Linked DNA regions of Oryctolagus cuniculus: regions 1 and 3 are each linked to region 2. The links are chromatin contacts, called in public Hi-C and Micro-C maps. All regions are on one chromosome and are shown on one strand. Each heading gives the region's core, a stretch centred on a gene start, on an enhancer-like site or on the middle of the called end of the contact. The rest is flanking DNA. Distances are from core to core; before and after follow the strand shown. Region 1 overlaps RAD51B (RAD51 paralog B). Region 2 overlaps RAD51B (RAD51 paralog B). Region 3 has its middle 75 kb from the start of ZFP36L1.

Evidence for each region. A called contact is a pair of places that touch in the nucleus more often than the background predicts.
Region 1: a contact with region 2 is called in a Hi-C map of an unstated tissue, with 8 times the contacts expected there. The contact joins two enhancer-like sites. A contact is called at or near these places in 2 of 6 Hi-C or Micro-C datasets (skin fibroblasts and an unstated tissue).
Region 3: a contact with region 2 is called in a Micro-C map of ear pinna, with 4 times the contacts expected there. The contact joins two enhancer-like sites. A contact is called at or near these places in 2 of 6 Hi-C or Micro-C datasets (ear pinna and an unstated tissue).

The regions. Positions count from the first base shown.
Region 1 is chr20:14,391,392-14,394,091 of mOryCun1.1, forward strand. RAD51B (RAD51 paralog B) reads left to right here. Exons shown (of 11, transcript XM_070065137.1): 11 at 2,286-2,379. Among named protein-coding and RNA genes, the nearest start is that of ZFP36L1, 300 kb to the right of the region's middle. Within about 2 kb of position 1,345, at least 2 of the 8 cell types and tissues checked have an H3K27ac peak or open chromatin away from gene starts, as enhancers often do.
Region 2 is chr20:14,112,861-14,115,560 of mOryCun1.1, forward strand. The region is part of intron 7 of RAD51B (RAD51 paralog B); the gene reads left to right. Among named protein-coding and RNA genes, the nearest start is that of RAD51B, 400 kb to the left of the region's middle. Within about 2 kb of position 1,276, at least 4 of the 8 cell types and tissues checked have an H3K27ac peak or open chromatin away from gene starts, as enhancers often do. A contact at or near this core is called in ear pinna, where this site is marked.
Region 3 is chr20:14,614,400-14,617,351 of mOryCun1.1, forward strand. No RefSeq gene overlaps it. Among named protein-coding and RNA genes, the nearest start is that of ZFP36L1, 75 kb to the right of the region's middle. Within about 2 kb of position 1,357, at least 7 of the 8 cell types and tissues checked have an H3K27ac peak or open chromatin away from gene starts, as enhancers often do. A contact at or near this core is called in ear pinna, where this site is marked.

The DNA.
Region 1 (2,700 bases), core at 95-2,594, 280 kb after region 2:
CCCAAGTGCTTGGGCCCTGCACCCCATGGGAGACCAGGAGAGGCATCTGGCTCCTGCCTTCGGATCAGCGCGATGCGCCAGCCGCAGTGGCCATTGGGGGGTGAACCAATGGCAAAAGGAAGACCTTTCTCTCTGTTTCTCTCTCTCACTCTCCACTCTGCCTGTAAAAAAAAAAAAAAAAAAAAAAAAAAAAGCTAAGGGTTTGGGGGGCGGAGCAGGGAATGCGATATCCTAGGCTAAAGAGTAGCCTTCCGTGCCATGGTCCCCGTGCCAGCATTTGGAGGCATCCAGAAACTTCCACCCAGTGCTGTGCTGGAACCAGTGCCTTCTGAGAACTGGTTTCACCCTCTATCCCCAACTTCACAGTCATGATGCCACATGAGTACTTGACCTGATGGCAATATTTACACCACTGCAGTCAGCAGAGCTACAGACCAGGCCTGCCTTGCTCCAGGGCTGGTGCTAGGCATTTACCAGCTCACGGATGCCTCCACTGTGGCAAGTATCACTGTAGGATGAGTCGCAGACTAATCACATTGGATTTCCCTGGGTAGGGGTGGGGTGGGGGAGGGTGGCAGTGGGACAGGTGTGCAGTGACCAAGCGTGCAGACTATAGGACCTGGCTTACCTGAGCTAACTGAGTCAGATTCTCTGGAGGTACAGCCTGGGGCAGCGCGTTTTTAGCAAGTCCCTGAGGTTATTCATGAATTCGATAAAGTTTGAGACTTCAGGCTTGGGGATGGGAGAGACGAGTGGGTGTGCTTCTGGCTCTTGGCATCTGGAAGCAACAGCTGGCTTCAGTCCCAGTTGGCCTGAGAATGGACAGCTGTTTTCCCTCGAGACAGAAACTTCATGGCAGGAAAAGGAGGTGGGAACTCCGGGGTCCCAGCTACTCCCTGACAACATGATTGGTTTTGCCTGGATCTCAGGATGTCTCCACTTTCTAATCTTGAGACGTTGACCCCAGACAGCATGAGCAACTGCCCGGATGTTTGCATCAACGGGAACAAAGTCAGTATCATTCGCACCCCAGCAGGCATGGTAGAGCTCCGAGAAAGGCCACAGCCAGTGTTCCACATTAGTTTCCTCGCGACAGCAGTTTACTCTCAGATGTAGACATTAGCAGGAGCTTGCACGGCCAAGCATGATTTGCGAAGCAAAGTCCTTGTTGGTTTTTTCCTACTGAGCCTGGACGTGAAGGTCCTTTAAGGCAGGAAGTAAAAAAGAAAAGGAAGAGAGAAATCATCCTTCCTCCAAAAGTGAAACAGTTTGTAGGGAGCCGACTCAGCTCAGACTTGTTTGCACCTGCCTGGGCGAGTGGTGTGAATGAATTTTTTCCTGAGAGCTCAGCTGTGTTAGGTAACAGTCCTGGGAGGTAGGTATTGATGAGAAAACAGAAGACCGTGCCAGGTTCTGTGAACGCAGAGGTGGTAGGGAGAAGAGCCGGAGTTCACACTCTTAATTTTTGTAACCAAAAAAACCAATGCAGTTTCCCCTCCAGCACGATGCAGCGTTTTCTGCTGCCTGTAGCTGGAGCCCAGAGGAGTCCTTAGCAGGCAGCCGGAGCAGTGACCCTGGACTTGTGAACTCCAAGTACTTGAACTCCTAAACCACCAGAGCTCCTTAGGTCCTGCTGCAAATTCAGATACGTAACCCAAAGCTACCTCTACGCCTTGCCGGGTTACAAACCTTGAAATTACAACTACTCAATTCTTGGCCGTTAGACCATCCACCAGAATGGATATGCTTATGCATAGACTTTAGGCCCTCCCATATCAGACATTTAAACTTGCTGCAGTTCACTAAGTTTGTGATCACACACTGTATGTTTGTCCTAACTGTTCAGGGCTTTTATTTATTTATTTATTTATTTTTATTTCTTAGAGTTACAAACAGTGAGAGAGAGAGACAGAGAGAAAGGTCTTCCTTCTGCTGGTTCACTCCCCAAATGGCCACCACGGCCGGCGCTATGCTGATCTGCAGCCAGGAGCCAGGTGCTTCCTCCTGGTCTCCCATGCGGGTGCAGGGGCCCAAGCACTAGGGCCATTCTCCACTGCCCTCCTGGGCCAGAGCAGAGAGTTGGACTGGAAGAGGAGCAACTGGGACTAGAACCTGGTGCCCTTATGGGATGCTGGCGCCACAGGCGGAGGATTAACCAAGTGAGCCATGGCGCCAGCCCCCAGGGCCTTTATTAAACATGAAACTTCATTAAGCAAGAGGAGAAAGAGGCCAGATGGCCAGTTTCAGGAAAGTAAGATGTGATCGCGGATTTTTTTCTTTGTCAGGTGTCCTGGCCTTCTTTTTGGTGTGTGTGTTTGCCTAGAACTGCTCCTCCTGGTCCAGGACCTATCTCTACTTTGAAATCATTCCCCCAGCAGATATATGTGAGTACTTAAGTTCCTGGAAGATGCATATGGTAAAAATGTATACTATGCATGGATTTCAAAATACCTTGCACCAAAATTAACTTATCTTCGAATTCCATTTTCTTTTTGAAGTACCGTCTTTAGTGAGGACTTCCTGCATGTATCAGGCACTGGGCTGGGTGCGGGGAAGCAGAGGAGACAGAGAAACCTCATACTCAAGTTTACAGTCTCCTGGGAAGCAGCTATGCTGCAAATACGTGTGACAATAAATATGTGATGGTGCCTTGTCTCCAAGGCTATGGAGGAAAGTACACGGCACAAGCCGGCCCTTGCA
Region 2 (2,700 bases), core at 26-2,525:
CGCACCACGCTGATCCGATGGCAGGAGCCAGGTACTTCTCCTGGTCTCCCATGGGGTGCAGGGCCCAAGCACTTGGGCCATCCCCCACTGCACTCCCGGGCCACAGCAGAGAGCTGGCCTGGAAAGGCAGAATTACAGGGGAGACAAAGAGACAGAGGTGAGGGGAGAGAGCTTCTGTCTGCTGATTCACTCTCCAAATGGACCCAATGGGCAGGGCAGGGCTTGGAGGAGGCCAGGAACTTTATCTGGGTTCCCCTGTTGGTGGCAGTAGCCCCCCCTCCACTGCTTTCCCAGATGCATTAGCAGGGAGCTGGCTTGGAAGTAGAGCAGCCGGGACTTGAGCCAGAGCTCATATGGGATGCCGGCATCACAGACGGCGGCTTAGCCCATTGTGCACAACACCAGCCCCAGCAAGAGAAGTTCACTTCAGTACCGAAAAATGTTGAAATGCCTGCCTTTCCTAACACCTATTATCCATGAGCTTTCTGAAGGCTGCTCAAAGCATGGGTTTAGATAAGTTTTGTACTAAAATAAACTTAACTTTAAATCCCCCTTGCCGTGAACTTTTGGAAGGTCCCTCACACAGAACAGTTCTGTGGAAGTAGGAAGAGCACCGCAGCAGATGCCCGGAAAACAGGATCGAAGCCCCAGGGCCCCAGAGAGCAGCTCAGAGATCCTGCAGTGGCTGCCAGCACGGCCAGGGAGCTGCTGAGTGGGGCGCAAACGGGCCCACCGCTCCTTCACTGCCTCACAGTGCTTTTGTCACATAAGTGATGATGCTTTAAAAACCGGTCCCTGTTGACTTTTGCCTCTCTCCTCTCCGCAGTGGCTACACTTTGCCCAGTTCCAGCTAGTCTCACTTTCTAGTTTGCCTTACTGTGTGCGTGCTGCTCACTGTACACATGGAAGGCACGGGCCTCTTGAAGGTGGTTCAGAAAGGCTTTTCTGAGGTTCTGCTGCTTCTCTGGTCCACGTCCTGACCTGCAGGCTCAGTGCTCTCTGGAGGCCCCGTTGCAACGAGAGGGACCTGTTGGCAATGCGCCCCCCGCCCTCTGCAAGCTGCCAGCGTAAACAGAACTCTGAAGTTTTAGACAAAAATGCAATTTAGCAAAGGTCCTGATTCTCGTTTTGCTCCCCTCACACAGCATGTGTTTTTAAAAGCTGTTACGTGTTTTCACCTCCAACACTAGGTGGCAGAATAACTACACCGCAAAGCACCGTGTCCTTTGTTTCTTGCCAGTCGGTGGGGAGCAGGGACCAGAACAGTGAGGCATAAACCATCTGTGGCTGCATGAGATTGCAGCAACCGACCTGGCCAATATTTTCTTGACAGGGAACTGGCTGCAGTGATTCTAAAACATATGCTTCCAAGATCCTGTCTTTAAGGTTTCCTTTCCCCCCACCCCCTCCCAGCTCCCCTGCGCTCTGTTTCTTCTGCCCCATTGCATTCTGGTAGCAGAGGGCAGACATGGCCTAGAGGCAGCATCTCTGAAACAGCAGGTTGGGATGAAGGCACCCCGTGGCACGGGCACTCTTGCCTTCGTGTGCCAGCGAGTTTCAGAGGTTCTGGGGGAGAAGCCCCAGAGCCCTGTGTGGCACCGCAAGGCTCTGGGGGTTCAGCTCCAAATGCCGCCTTTGGCTCACTACTAAGATATGCAGGACAGGATTTTGTTTTTCAAGGACAGCCTCTTCTTGATTCAGTTCTTTAGGAGTTGGGAGTGTGGCTGCGTGGTTGGTGGGGCCGCATTGCCTCCAGTTTCTTCCTAATGATTCGCTGGTGTCTGCGACCCTGGCTGCCTCCCATGCCACGGGACAAACAGCTAAATAAAGCTGCAGCACAGGTTTTGTCCTTTCGTGTTGTGAAGAGAGTGAACTTGGGTTGCAGAACTACTTCTACACGCAGGGAGGGAGTGGGGGCCGTTGCTCAAAAAGTTCTTGGAAAATGCTTATTAGGAAAAAAAAGGATGCCTGGATTTTCAAAACTTTTTGCACCAGAATAAACTCTTCATTGCAATTTCCACAAACTGTTTCAAGTACCCTTGTGCATACCAACTTGTAATAATACTCTAGTACACCCCACATTAAGGATCGCCTTTAAACCAAGGCTAAATATGTAAAATGGATCCAACAGAAAGATATTATTTTAATTACAAAAGCATTCTTTACAACTGGAATCACAATCAAGTTTCATTAAATAGTGAGTCCCTGATGCGAACAGTAATTGATCCATCTACAAAAATGTAAAAAAAAATTAAATCTTGAATTCTCAGGGACCTGCTTGTTGCATGAAACAAACCCAAACCAACCGGCCTCAGCTGTTCCACGCGTGCTCCCGTCACACGCTACACCACTTTCCAACTGGTGTGCTCAGGGCTTTTTTTTTTAGTTTTTAGCTGGGGTGATAGGTAGTACCCTACATCTGCACACACAGCACAGTTACGTGAAAAGGTGCTGTGGAAGTGACCACGGGTGAATCACATAATTGGCATCATCCTGTAGGGTAGGGATGTGGGGGATTTGTTTATTTGTTTGCCTGATGGAGCTGCAGTTCTTTCATTAAGAACAAACTCCATGACTTTTGACAATACCCTAAACGTACGAGTACATAAATCAGACCAAGGCCATGAATCGCAGATCACCACCATGGTGATGCTTTGAAGCTGGGAGAGGGTGGGGAGACTTTCTTGTTTGTTAAGAAAG
Region 3 (2,952 bases), core at 107-2,606, 500 kb after region 2:
CCGGTTGCCCCTCTTCCAGGCCAGCTCTCTGCTGTGGCCAGGGAGTGCAGTGGAGGATGGCCCAAGTGCTTGGGCCCTGCACCCACACGGGAGACCAGGAGAAGCACCTGGCTCCTGGCTTCGGATCAGCGTGGTGCGCTGGCCGCGGCGGCCATTGGAGGGTGAACCAACGGCAAAAGGAAGACCTTTCTCTCTGTCACTCTCTCTCTCACTGTCCACTCTGCCTGTCCAAAAAAAAAAAGAAAAAAAAAAAGAAAAAGAAAAGAAAGGAGGCACTTGTGTGAGGGTCGGGTTGGGAGCCCTCCCAGCGCACAATCCCAGAGGCGTGACCCCAGAGTCTGGGTGCTCATGACAACATGCTAGGCCCCCTCACCACAAAGGGACAAAGTCCTCTGTCTCTTATCACCCGGGGCCACTGAGGCCCAGCCTGTCCCTAAGCCCCTCTCCCGGCAGGTAGTGCTGGAGACACCGTGGGGCCAGGCTCTGCTCTACGACACGGCTTCAGCAGCTCTCCTGCTCGATATTAAAAATAGCTTTGTCTCTTCCAGCGAGATGAGGCCCGGGAGACAGGCGCCTGCTATTCTAATCTCCGCCTCATGGCTAGCTCTCTGCGGGCTGGAGCATCCGTCAACACTTGCAGGGTGTCCAGTTATAAAGCAGGGCCGGCCCCGGCTGCCTCTGAAGACAGGCTCGGCGGAGCGCTCCTGGGCCGTCCACGAGGCGAATGCGGGCGCCTGCAAAGTCGTGTTCCCACCAGGGACTGAGGAGCAGTGAGGGGTGCCCCCACCCCGCCCCCACACACACAAACTCAGGGGAGCCTGCGTTTCCCAGGCCACAGCCTGCAAGGACTCCCCTTGAGATGCAAACTCAAACAGCACTGGCAATCAGGCGGGGCCTCCCCCTCCCCGCCCCCACCCCCACCTCTCTTCCTCCCCCAAGCCCAGCTTGTACTCTGAAAACTCTAGACCCCGCGGTTGCCAAGGGAACCGAGCCTTTTATTCCATCCCAGTGGCTGGCTGGCTGGCCAGGGCTGAGGAGTGGGGCAACTGGTGCCCAGGCCTTTGGAAGCCCCCATGGGAGCCCCCCTTTTTCCCAGGGCGGGAGGCTGGGTGCACCCCCACTGCCTTTTCACCCAGGCCCAGCTGGGTGGGACAGAGCCCTGGGGCTCTCAGGAGTCCCCCGGCTGCAGCGCCTGGGGAGCCGTCCTGGGGCCCTCCGCTGGCCCTGGCCCTTGCTAGGGGACAATAGCTTCCATGCAAGGGGAAATTCCATCGCCCAGGGTTCAAGTCTCCAAGGAGTTGCTGGGGCCTCTGTTTGGCCAGGAGTGGCTCAGAGGAGCCGCTGCAGCTGCCTGGCTGGTTTCCCCCTCACTGTGTTTTGGTTTTAACCCCTGAGCTGCCAGGGATTGTTTCTCCCCAGCCAGTGCCTGGGAACGAAGAGAGGAAAAGAAATGAGGCTTTGTTCCCTTTGGGGAGCTAATTGGGAGAGACAGGCGGTGTGGTCGGCTCAGCTCCACCGCGGTGGGAGGCTCCCAGCCCTGGCCGCACAGGCTTCCTCACCCCAACCCACACCCAGGAGGCTGGGAGCCTGGGGGTGCTCGCGGTGCCCGTAGGGGCTGGCGGGGGTGGGGGGCGGGGGCAGCACTGCAGGGACAGCTGAGAGCCATTTTCTGGGGCCCAGAAGGTCTCCGGAAATGAGATGCTGGGAGCTGCTCCTCCACCGCGCAAGCCCCACAGAGCGGCTCCTGCTTTTCTCCCCCTACCGTTTCTTCCCAGTCCTGCAGAGGCAAGAAACAGGAACATGAAGACGCTACGTTTGCACGTACTGAGTTAATACATGAGGAACACTTTGCAATCCCACTTATCAAACAGTTCTTTCTACTTGGGAATTTCATTACATTGCAAATCATGCAAATTGGCATGAAAGTCTGGGCCACTGCTCTTTTAAGACCAAGTGGATTCCAGGTAGGGATCCTTAAAGAACCTAGGGATTATCTGGATCCCTTGTAAGAACAGCATTCGCCCCTTCCCAATGTCCAGCGCATTCAAGTAAGGACTGCCCGTGATTTTTATATCGCCCAGGTTATTAATAAATTTTAATATTAATAATCTTCGTGGGTTCTTGCCTTTTACGCAGAGAAGAATTCTGCATGCCGGCTCACATAGACCAGACAACGTGGTCGTTACCTAGTCTGATTGGCAGGTGGGCGTCCAGGTGAGATCAGGTAGGAGCATGGGATCACTCAGGGGGCGTGCTCTCCAGCTTACAAATCTAACCAATTTGATCCTCTCTGTCTGCCTATATCAAGTTCATCAAGAATAATAGAGAGGGGCCGGCACCGTGGCTCACTTGACTAATCCTCCCCCTGCAGCGCCAGCATCCCATATGGGCGCCGGGTTCTAGTCCCGGTTGTCCCTCTTCCAGTCCAGCTCTCTGCTGTGGCCCAGGAGGGCAGTGGAGGATGGCCCAAGTGCTTGGGTCCTGCACCCGCATGGGAGACCAGGAAGAAGCACCTGGCTCCTGGCTTTGGATAGGTGTAGTTCTAGCCGTAGCGGCCATTTAGGGGATGAACCAATGGAAGGAAGACCTTTCTCTCTGTCTCTCTCTCTCACTGAATATAACTCTATCTGTCAAATAAATTAAAGAAAAATAAAAAATATAAAAAATAAAAGAATAATAGAGAAAAGAAACTACTCTTGGGCAGCAAACAATAATGCAAAGGGTATCTCTGTTACCTACGCACACCTGTCTCGTTTCCAAAAGAGGACGCCTGAGCCAGGGCTGTGGCAGCTGGGGAAAGAGAACTACCATGGACTGACTTGGGACACGATGCACAGTCGTGTGCAATAGACAAAAGCCCCATGCAAATCTCACACGGGCAGCCGTAGCTCTGGCTCACCCCCGCCTAGGAGTTCGGCACCGTGACCCTCCAGCCAGCCCTGGTGTGGCAAG